3 separate regions of the Zea mays genome follow, and all the other regions are linked to region 3. Evidence: chromatin contacts called from public Hi-C data. All regions are on one chromosome and are shown on one strand. The core of a region is the stretch at or near the end of the contact, and the rest is flanking DNA. Distances in the headings are between cores, read along the strand shown. Region 1 holds the start of LOC542463 (cinnamoyl CoA reductase 1). Region 2 holds the start of LOC100193830 (40S ribosomal protein S8-like). Region 3 holds the start of LOC100282561.

Region 1 (3,582 bases), core at 64-2,563, 400 kb after region 3:
CGATGAGCACTTAGTTGGTTCTATTTGGCGGCCTCAAAAGTACTCGAACGTACTCTAGTCTAGTCTCTTCTAGGGCTCTCGGTGGTTGGTAGCTAGCTAGTGCATGCATGCCAATATACTAGCAGGTAATGATTCGCCTATCTCGTCACAGCTACCTTTATTAGTGTTTCTTTCACCCTTTCCTTTGATCGTCCTTACTTGCAAGAAATGAAAACGTATGCATCAAATTAAAGGATCGGAAACACTAATTTAATATATGGTGCTGGCGTACGTGGTGCAGCGGACGGTATAGCAGGAGCTAGCTACAAGCTACTGTACTTAGTAGTAGATCAGATGATGGATGGATGGAGACGATCGATCAAATAAAAGTGAGCAAGCAAGCACACCCACCCTGGTTTTCTCGCAGAACTCGAGGTCGCTCCAGCACGACTCGTCGACCACGACGTCGGGCCCGCGCTTGGGGTCCATGGTCACGGCGCCGATGGACGACGTGAACACCACCCGCCGCACCGTGCCGGCCTCCGCCGCCGCGTTGATCACGTACTCGGTGCCGCGCACCGCCGGCTCCACCATTTGCTCCTGCACGCGCACACATGCATGGTGCATGCGGTCCCCTTGTTACTACTTTACTGATCAGTCAGTCGACGAGTGCTGGAACTAACCCGGCCGACGGAACTCACCGGGTCGTCGGTGACGGGGGAGGCGGTGTGGAAGACGCCCTGGCAGCCCTGCACGGCGCGGCAGATGGCGTCGTAGTCCAGCAGATCGGCCTTGCAGAGGATCAGCCGCTCGGCGGCGCCGTCCAGCGCCTTGAGGTGCGCGTTCTTCGGGTCATCTGCTGCCATGAACATGTACAAACACGTTAATCGCTCCATCTGCTGCCACGCTCGCGCAGGTCGACATAGTAGACTGCTTATATATAACAACAAGCAGGAGGCATGCATGCCTGGGTTCCTGACGGTGCCCTTCACAGTGTATCCCTTCTCGAGCAGCAGCTTCACCAACCACGAGGCGATGTACCCGGCCGCGCCGGTCACGCACACGGTCTGCCCGTTCCCCGCCGGTACCGCGGTGGCGGCGGCAGCAGGGGCGCCGGCATCGGTGGAGGAGACGACGGCGTCGACGACGGTCATCCTGGCGACGACGACGACGATGATGGTAGTACCTGCAGCTGCTCTTCTAGCTCGCGCCCGCTCGTCCTTATTTACCCCTCTCGATCTTTAGCTAGATGTGTAGCTAAAAGATGTAGTAGTTTTTAGGTCTCCTCCCCCCTTGGTGCAGTTGTGCGGTCGAGCGTGATGACGACGATCGAGTTGGTAGCTAGGTTTGGTAGGATTCTCTCTTCCGATTCATCCTGAGAAGGGTGGGCGTTGGAGTGGCGCGGAATTTATAGGCCACAACAAGGCGAGGCTGCTAGCTGAGACGGGTGGAGGGGGATCGGAGCGCGCAGTGCGATGCGAGCGAGTGATGAGTAGCGCTGAGACAGACACGGACAGCGAGATGATAATAGACGTCCGGACACCGTGCGCGCTCGCGCGGTGTGGGTGTGGTGTGGCCCCCCTCTGCGCGATCGCGATCGCGACCGCGGGTTAGGTGAGGCAACCCCATGCCGTCTTCCACGACGTACATCACGCAAACGTAATTGGCTGCGTGTATGTATACTGTATGTACGCGAGGGCCACACGGGGAGTCCGATTTTTTATTTTTTTTTTAAAAAAACTTTGTTTGCATTTCTGGTGAGATTATTATCGTCTTTGAACAACATAGAGCACGAGGAGTCCATTTTTTATTTTTTATTTTAAATACTATGTTTGCTTTTTTTAAAATACTATATTTTAGATTATTGGAGGGGGCTCCCCCTCGGCTGCGCAGACAGTTAAGGACAAAGGGAAAGGAAGACAAGGGACAGGGAGAAGAAGAAAGAGGAGAAAGTAAAAAAAAGAGAGAAAGAGTAGGACAAAAAAAGAGATAATCAGCCCTAGCCTTCCCTTACGATAGATCTTGGATCCACCAATAGATCATAGTGTTGGCGCCGATCCAGACGCCAATCACTGCGATGAGAATCGTCGGCGGTGCTCTCTGCGGAGGCGCGTGTAGGAAACGATGACGTCTAAGAGAGGGTGAATTAGGACTTCTAATTTTTTCTCTAAACTAAGTCATAAATAAATTCCTACAACAAAACCTATACAAATAAATAATCTAGAATGTGCAAACTATGTTTTATTTGTCTAAGTGTTGCTATCTCTACTGCAAAGGCTAAGTTTCAATCTAAATAATCTAACTAGAAAGACAAGATTGAAACTTAAATACTTAATATAAATACGGAAGGTAAAGAGGAAGGTAGAGACGCAAACTCTCGTGTATGACACTGGTATTTTTACCGAGGTATCCGGAACCACGCAAGGTCCCGACTAATCCTCGTTGGTGCTGTTGAGCATCAAAATAAGCTGCCGAACGGTCCGGCCCTGGGGCCGGACGGTCCGTGCGCGCGCAGAACCCGTTGGGTTCCGAGTTTCTTGCTACAGTTGTTGGCTAGATTCGCGGAATTAGCTCGAGAAATCTGTTTGTAACGGGTCCAGCCCCCTCCTCTATAAATATAGAGGATTACGGCCGATTAATCATCAACAATCGAATCAATAATCAATTTATGTCGTATTTATTTCTTGTACATTTAGGAGTAGTTCTAGTCTAGTTCTAGTTTAGTCTTCCAATCCCAAATTCTCCGCTTCTCTTTGACTCTACGTCGATTATAGGAGTCTAGATCGGCCTGCCGAGCCTAGACAACACCTAAGATCTCTCCTCCCCGACGAGGTCCCTCCCGAGAGCGAGATCCAGGCGCCGCTGACGACCTTCGCCGCCCCTGCGCACGCGCGGGTCGTCCGGCCTGTAGGCGCAGACCGTCCGGCCCGTCAGGCAGGAAACCCTAGCCCTGCTCCAGGTCGCGGACCGTCCGGCCCCTGGCCGCGGACTGTCCGCACCTGTGCAGAGAGCACCACCGCCGGTTCTCACGCAGTGATTGGCGCCCAAAAAGACACCAACACACTTTTAGCGACTCCGATGGGGAAAACACATATAGACCCATTAGATCGGCCCTCAATGGCCGGTTCAAGGGATAGCTCTCTGACGTCTCCCCCAGCAATATCGACTTGGGGACCTTGCTGGTTGACGAACAACTCCAGTTCGAGGAGCACAAGGAGCAGCTGATCCAAGAAGCAAAGGCGCAGTTCCTAGCCAACTTCAAGGTGGACAGAAACAACAAGGTCGTTCGGCAACGAACGACTGATCTGGCTTTGCTCCGACCCATAACGAATACCCCCAATGTAAGTAACACCAACGAGCTTCAATCTCTTAAAGCTTACATAGATTAACAACGAGAACAAATGCAACATATCGTAGGGGTATACAAAAAGATTATAAAAGGCTAATATGTGCGTTTGATAAATCCACTGTTGCAAATTTTCCTTCGCACGAGGTTGAATTGGGGGAAAATACACGGAATTCATCGGCTACATGTTGTCACGACCAGTCACAACCCCTTATGGGATGCCGATGGACACATACCCCGAGCAACCACAAATCGGC
Region 2 (3,772 bases), core at 775-3,274, 300 kb after region 3:
CCTCTGGAGCTTCTTCATGTAGAACTCGAGCTCTTTACCCTCAAGGATGTAGCTGGCCAATAAAAGGAAATGCCACTGTAGTTAGCCTCGAGGATGTAGCTGGACAATAAAAAGAAATGCCCAGCAACTGCTAGGAAATTTCAGGTGGAAACTGTAAGCTACTGAAGCTAGGTGAAATGGTCCAGTAGTCCTTACCCATCAGCTCGGCCACACTGCCCAGGACGGGCAGAAATGCAGGCCAACAATCTCCCACTGCCAAATTGCTCTTCAATATGAGTGTCGAGTGCACGGTCCTGCTGTCGCTTCTCAATCTTCCTCTGCACATGGTTACTCTTCTTTGTTTCCTCAGCTATAGCCTCACCCTCTTGTCCCTGCACAAACAATAAATGGTCAGTTATAGGATACATCAATTGAGCAACAGAAAGGAAATTTTAATTGAACTATTGTTTTTCCTACAAAAAACATCATAAGATAATGATTGCAAAAAATCAAAATAGCAGCTTCAGTCTCTTTCACATAGAAACGTAAAACAAGCATAAACAAAGTGCTGACGAAATACAACATGCTGATCATAGAGAAGGAAGAGATTCGTTGAAAAACAGCCACAGAAGTGCACATGTTAAAAACAATGCATTAATAAGATATCTATCAAGCAACTAATCACCAAATACAATAATTCATGAACTATAAAGTCAATCTATTCTAAGGGCAAACAACAATTAAACCTTAAATTGAATGAATATACCTCAGTCGCATCCTTCTTAGCAACAGGCACCTTCTTCTTCCTACCGATGTCCACTCCATAGTGAGTGAGGTACCACTGCTTGAATGGAGCAGCATCAACTTGTACAATGGCGCTCTTCACAAGAGTCTGAGTCCTCACAAGCTCATTGTTTGATGCATTATAGACCACATCCAGGATGCGGGTCTTGCGGGTAAGAGCCTCACTTCCCCACGAGTAGTTACCTGTATCCAATCGGAGAGCCCTCCACTTCACGTTGCCTCCACGGACACGGACCCTCCTCACTGTCTTATTGCTAGACAGTTTGGTGTTAGCAGGCTGACGGCCAAGCTCATACCTTGAAGATAAATGAGAATCTTAATTTAACTTCTGAAACTCATAATAATCAAACAACAAGGTTAACACAATATACAACAGTTATTAGTTGCAGTTGTACTATGAACTGACCGAACTATTTACATTCACATTAACAAAACTTAGTGTCCAAGCTTTATTTTTATATAAAAGAGATGTCTGTTATGCAAACAATTCTGCCTCAACATCATAGAAATCACAACTGTACTGCACGAATAGCTAGTAGTAACACAAAATAAAGATTCCAAATTAAAACCTCAAACTAGTAGTAACACAAAATAAAGATTCCAAATTAAAACCTCAAACGGAAAGATACAAATTTTCACCACAGTGACCCTTCTAATAATTCATTAAAATACATACATAATTTCCATAATTTAAGTAGTTTGCTGTTCAATTAGAAGCATCACGCTACGGTTTAAGGATTGAAGGGGTAATCGATAAGGCTGAACCTCATAAAGCACTGGAGGTAAATGTAACCAATCGAAGGACTCAAGTCTCAAATCAATTACTACTGCCGCAACCAGTCACCGAGAGATGTCAATGCAAATCTACCAACCTAAGACCCTGCCCAGCAAAGCACTAAACAAATCTAGAGATATACAGAAAACCCATATGTAAGGAGTGAAGAGAAACGGCAAGCAATTACTTTCGCTTCTTGCGCCACGCCTTCTGCTTTCCACCGGTGGCACGGCGCTTGTGCATCGAATCACGTGAGATACCTGCGTGAAGAAACCCAAAACAACCCACGACGCCATTAGCACCGCCACGGCGCCACCACTACGCCAGCGCAAGCAAAACAAACGAGAAGCAGATGAAGGTGGGGGAGCTCTACCCATGGTTGCAGTGGAGGTGTCGAGGTAGTCCGGCCACTCTACTCCGCCTCCTCGTCAGCCTGCGGCGCCGCTGGTATGGTTGGGTCTCGACGGGAAGAAGAAAGCGAAATCATGGGGCGTCCGGCGTCGGATTATAGGGCGGCGGAGGCGGGCTAGGGTTTATTAAGGGGTGGGCTCATTTGACGGTGTCCATTCTTAGGTTGCGGCGGCCCAGCAGGCCTGTGCAAGTCGTATTTTATTAGTAAATTAGTTTGTTTCCGAACAACCACATATCCCAACCCTGTTTTCAATTCCGGGAATTTTGAACGTGTTTCTGTTTCCGGAAAAAAAATATAGAAATGACAAGAGAAGAGATGTTTTCCACACGATTCTGTCCGTTTTCATCACCAATGTCTTTGTCTATTTCCTGAAGTATAAATATTTTGGTACGCTACGTGCTTTCCTACTGCACGAATAATAGTGTAACATGGAGTATTCCAGTCAAAATTTTGGGACATGCGTAATCACTGAAAATGTGACTGTCCACCTGTGCCGACAATACTGAATAATCTCAACTAGTCAACAGCTGTGATGATGGCATCATGCGTAATCTGGCATGAACTTCCTAAGGAATTTGATTGGTTGGGACTCCTGAGGCGCGAGCTCATCGAACGGAACATAGTATCTCTCCTTGTCGTACACATGGCATCTCGTCAGTATCGTCTTCATCAATCGCCAATTCCAGTTGGCTTCATTGACATACTGCAGCATGAGAAAATAAGTCAGTATGTAAAGATCCGGAGAAATGCACCAGAGTAGGAGAATTTCAAATCACCTTGCCCCAGTTCTGTTTGATGGAATCATAAGCAGCACGAAGGTTATAGCTTGGAATTCTTGGAGAAATATGGTGTGGGACATGCACATTTATGTCATGGCAAAGGATCTCTATCCTGTAATAGAAATCCATTACTCATTTGAAAATTCAATTGAAGAGGCCAACATGTTCCCACGGTAATTTCACTAGAAATTGATTTGCTAGTAGAAGATTGACACTTAAGCCAACATGAATCCTTTATCCCAAAATATCCAAAAAAAAAGCATTCCATATTTGTTGCTGAAACTTCAATGAAATATTGTCCTCTGACTAACTCTAAACAAGGACTGGACAACACACAATTGAATAATTTTGTTAAATAAAACAGAGTTGATGGTCTACACGTTTTTTGGCACATCCTACCAAATATCATCTTAATTTTTGGTAAAGTATCTTAAATTTTGAAGGTGAGATGAAACAGCAAATTATGATCAGTGCCATTTCTGTTGGAAACAGTGTTGAACTTCAGTTACTTCCTGTGCAACAAAAATCATAATGGAAACTTTTTTAAGTCACTAACGTTGTTATCTCAGGCAGATAAACTTTGTTCTTAGCGTGAATGCAATGTATAATATCAAAACATACCATTGAGGATAGTTACAATGAACTGTGCCGTTTAATTGAGCTTGTGCAGCATTCCATTCTTCAGATGACTTGAATGGTATATGAGGAGCTGTGTGATGTACCATTGTAAAAGTGCTCATCTGAAGAGGATTATTTTTTAAAATAAATAAGTAGAATACACTTCCAGTATAAGCATTATGTAATGGAGATATTTTACAGTTCAAACACATATTAACGTCCTTTTAGCTATACATATTCTGTTCTGCCAAACCAGCTAAATGCAAGATATCGTACTAAGGTCTCATTTACCGCTGGGATTAAATGAATCCAACTTATGTTCTCATAAACTTTTCAATAAGAGTTTCCAAAATGTTATGAAATGAGCTGCTGGCAAATTCATGTGGGCAGGAACCAGTCTGTTGT
Region 3 (4,033 bases), core at 1,023-3,522:
TGGAATCATATGAAGTAAATATTTAGCCTGACTAAGAACCAGTCTCTAGCCCTACCTCCATCTTGATTTTGGCCAAGGCATAGCAGAAAAGGGACTCAATTCCTTAATAATCCTTGGTTTCTGGACCATCTGGAACCATAGGAATGGCTGCGTCTTCGACAAGATCACCGCAAGTGTAAATGTTGCCATTAGAAGGGCTGAGGAAGAGAGGGAGTTGTGGGAGATGGCAGGGCCCAAGAGCCTCTCTCTCCTAACAGCTCCAATTCCTGGGCTGTAAAGTGGTTGTAATGGATGTTTTCTGTATTTTCGTTTTTGGCCACCGTAAAGTGGTTTTTTTCTTGTACTTGTACTAGTCCATTTTGGACCCTTTTTCTTCTTAATATAATGATGTGCACCTCTCCTGCGCGCTCGAGAAAAAAAAATCTTACTACGATCACACTATAAGAAAGAAAAGTGTGAGGTTGAATATGATTACTAATCTACACTTGGTGCTCCACGTAAAGGCATTTTTCCAACTACATGGTGTGATATTGATAACATATCAAATTTAACAAAACCAAAGACAAGCAACAGAGCAGTACATAATTCTGTACCTAAAAACTAAACGCCTTTGCACAAACACCATCAGATAGATTTAGGTTTGGGCCGCTTGCTTACCCGAGCAATGACATCGGCATCCACAACGGGGACACCAGAGTCCCTAAAGAGGTTAGAGACAGTGCTCTTCCCAGATGCGATGCCACCCGTCAAACCCACCAGCCTCATCTTCTCGCTTGCCCCTTATTTCTGTACAAAAGCACAGTAAACCTTAGGCCACAGTAGCATATCTCCACTTTTAAGCCTGCTAATAGTCTAAAAAATAGGCCAAATCCACACCGCACTGTTCTATTCATGCACAAAGACCAAACCAATCCAACCCACCAGTCTAGATTTCAAAACCAAACCAATTGCAAGCATCAGCAGTTTCAACCCAAACAATAGAAATGGTTTCCTGTTAATAGATTCAATGAATCCCTAGACTCTGGTTCTGGACAATACTTCATGAAATTGTCTAGAAATAAGAACAAAACTATTAAAAATCACAAGAACGTTTGTCTCAAAGAATTATACATTTAAAACAACAAAAAGATTATGAATGTTGTTGAGTAAATCAACACAATAAAAAAATGAATGTTGAGGAGAAAATCTAGGAAACAGAATGTTGAGGAGAAAATCTAGGAAACAGAATGTTGAGGTTGGAAGAAGATTGTAAAAGCCTTTGGGAATGATATTTTGCTGGAAAGTGGAGAAATTAACAGAGCTCTATTGGGACAAATCGTATTTTCTGACCCACCAAAACGTCAACTTCTAAACCGGTACTGATTTCACTATTATTTTGTCATCTTTGGATCTCTTTTATATGGATGCAGTTGTAGTAGTCAATTGTCTATTACTCTTATATACAATGCAAAATGCATAGTGCAAACTGATCGCTAAAAAAATGGTTACCTTGCTTCCATCAAGGACGATTATCATTCTTTCTGTAGATGGTAGAAATGCTTTTTTGGTTTTCGTTGTACTATGCTGAACTATGTTGAGCTTTATTTTTGATATAGGTATTTGGTTTCAGAAATGGCTTGGTCTACATTTCAGGCCTCTTTGGGACAGCTCCACCGCTAAAAAATGAATCTGGATCTAGGATTCAACACAAAGCAACTCCACCAGTGAATCTGGGATCTAGTAGGGAACTGTTCAGATAACACAATAAATCTAGATCCACACAAGAGTATTTTGATTGGAATGGCTAGATCTACCTTTAGCATATGTTCCACCTGTTAATGTTGGGAAAAAGCTTTTCAAAATTTCCCCCTCCTGCTAGTTCTGCGCGGCACACGTGAACGGTGGCTCAACCACGCTCGAGTGACTGGCCATGTGTGGCTAGGGGAGTACACTCGGGTTCACCCAAATTTCGGGTTGAGCAATTAGAAACTCGGGTTTCTAGAGAAAATAACGCATGAAAATAACACGAAACTTCAAGGTATACCCGGAATGTTGGAACAGCTCACGGCTCACAGCTCATCGCCACGTCGAGGGTAGGGAAGATGGCGGAGGAGGGACGCCAGTCGCCGGATCTGGACGGAGAAGGGAGAGGAAGCAGCGGCCGCCCGCCGCCGTCAGTTTCAGATGGTGTGGCGGCGTCCGGCAGGACTCGTTCCTCTGGGGCTCGAGCTCGATTGCTCGAACTTGGGAATGCCTCTAGGGTTCTGCGTGCGTGGTGTGCCTGGTCCCGGTCCGGTCCGGTCCGGCGCGTGCTCCGTGCAATAAGGCCTCTGCTTCTGCTCGAGCTGGACTGGGCCACGCTCGGGTTTTAGAAGATGTCGCGTCAGTGTTGGGCCAACGGGAGTCAAGGCCTTGGGCTGCGCGTGTGTGCTGGGCTGGAATATTTTAAGCTGACTAGCTGTACTTATTTATTTTAAAAATACATTCTGTAATGTGTGTAACCATGTTTCTTACATATTATTAATTTTATCAGTTTATTTGTATATATATTGTTTAAAACTAAAAAGTCTGACTTCTGGATTAGTGAGATTTGCATTTTTTCTGGGACAAAGAGATTATTTCAAGAGAGAGAAGAAGAACCTTTTAAACAGTCAGCAGTTATTAGTGCTAAAAAAGTCGTTTCAAACAAGTTCTTAAAAATACTTAAGTAGACCCATAAAATATTATCTATTATCTATACTACTTATTAAGGCTGCAATAGCAATCTACATCTGACATGTTCTGCCATCAGCTGTGTTCTGCCACTGAACCGTGGTAGCCACCGGGCGTTACACACGTGAGTTTATTTATAAAGTGAATGCAGTTGACAAACCTCTATATTCTAAAACCTATGCTCCCATTCAGCTTTTGTGTCCTGTCCTACGAGTCACACGAGTCAAAACGTGGTAAAAGTTTTAAGAAAGTCTATGGTTCATTGGTTCCAAGAGCCAATTACATCTAACTGTGATGTTATAGGTGTTATGTTATCATATTGCTTGAAAGTGACACCTCTACAAATGATTAACCTAGATAACATAATAAAACTTGATCATGATACTTCAAGTCAACTTGATAGATTTGATCATGTATTAAAAGCTAGGAATGACTATGCCAAGTACATAATATTTTGGATCAATGCCTATCAACTTTATCTAACCATTTTGGATATGTTGGAGCCTAATAGTTTTGGCTTCGCTAAATATATTTTGTCTTATCTTAGTACTTGTTGTATGGAAAAATTCTATTTTTTGTGTGATGTTCTCATGGAATAACTTTGCAGATTGTGCATTTGCATAGGTTGTGGATAAACTTCAAAAAGTTATAGTACAATCAATGTTGACCAAGCCATTCTAAAAAAGTGATTTTGAATATGCTAAGTTATTCCATGTTTTTTAGTATATTGTACTATTCATGAAGGTGCTAGACTGACAAGGATTGATCTTACTTTCAGGTTCCATCAAAAGTTATTGGTGCTGTTTTAGCAAGTCAACTAGGAAAAGAATAGGTACATTAAATTACTTCCTTTCCTTCTATTGTGTGAGTGATTTCATCAATTGGATGTCTTGCTATTTAACCTTTTGCCTAAACTGTGGATTTATATAACATACAATACTATTTTCAGTTTTAGATTGATAGAATTGACTTTCAAGAAACACCTCTTTAACACATTTTACTTATATTTCCTATATTTATTTATTATATTATTATGTTTTCTCTAGGAAATGTGTGGTTTTGACGAAGAAGCGAAGTCATATAAGGATCCTAGTGTGATAGAGTTGGCAGAAACATTAAATAATTGGCCTCAAATGAATTATTACATCACAATTTGCAAATTTGTAAGTCAGAATTCCTTTGATCTATATAGTTAAAAATAAATTGTGCAAACATATAATTCTAATGTCTCATGGTTTGCAGGTTCTTATGCCATAGAGATACTCTATAGGCTATGTACTTTTCGTTATTAATTATACAAACAAATCTGTGTCTGTGTTTAATTTCACACCTACTCCAGAAT

Evidence for each region. A called contact is a pair of places that touch in the nucleus more often than the background predicts.
Region 1: a contact with region 3 is called in a Hi-C map of tassel, with 1.8 times the contacts expected there. The contact joins the promoter of LOC542463 here to the promoter of LOC100282561 in region 3. A contact is called at or near these places in 3 of 25 Hi-C or Micro-C datasets (endosperm, leaf and tassel).
Region 2: a contact with region 3 is called in a Hi-C map of tassel, with 2.5 times the contacts expected there. The contact joins the promoter of LOC100193830 here to the promoter of LOC100282561 in region 3. A contact is called at or near these places in 3 of 25 Hi-C or Micro-C datasets (bundle sheath, leaf and tassel).

The regions. Positions count from the first base shown.
Region 1 is chr1:216,341,201-216,344,782 of Zm-B73-REFERENCE-NAM-5.0, reverse strand. It overlaps LOC542463 (cinnamoyl CoA reductase 1), which reads right to left and starts at 1,313. Exons shown (of 5, transcript NM_001112018.1): 1 at 947-1,313; 2 at 681-835; 3 at 391-579. The coding sequence starts at 1,133.
Region 2 is chr1:216,444,730-216,448,501 of Zm-B73-REFERENCE-NAM-5.0, reverse strand. It overlaps LOC100193830 (40S ribosomal protein S8-like), which reads right to left and starts at 2,024. Exons shown (of 5, transcript NM_001138912.1): 1 at 1,932-2,024; 2 at 1,746-1,818; 3 at 746-1,079; 4 at 196-371; 5 at 1-52. The coding sequence starts at 1,935. It overlaps LOC100101547 (omega-6 fatty acid desaturase, chloroplastic), which reads right to left. Exons shown (of 10, transcript NM_001319699.1): 8 at 3,371-3,489; 9 at 2,747-2,861; 10 at 2,409-2,673. The coding sequence ends at 2,512.
Region 3 is chr1:216,744,579-216,748,611 of Zm-B73-REFERENCE-NAM-5.0, reverse strand. It overlaps LOC100282561, which reads right to left and starts at 2,272. Exons shown (of 4, transcript NM_001155469.1): 1 at 2,024-2,272; 2 at 658-786. The coding sequence starts at 765.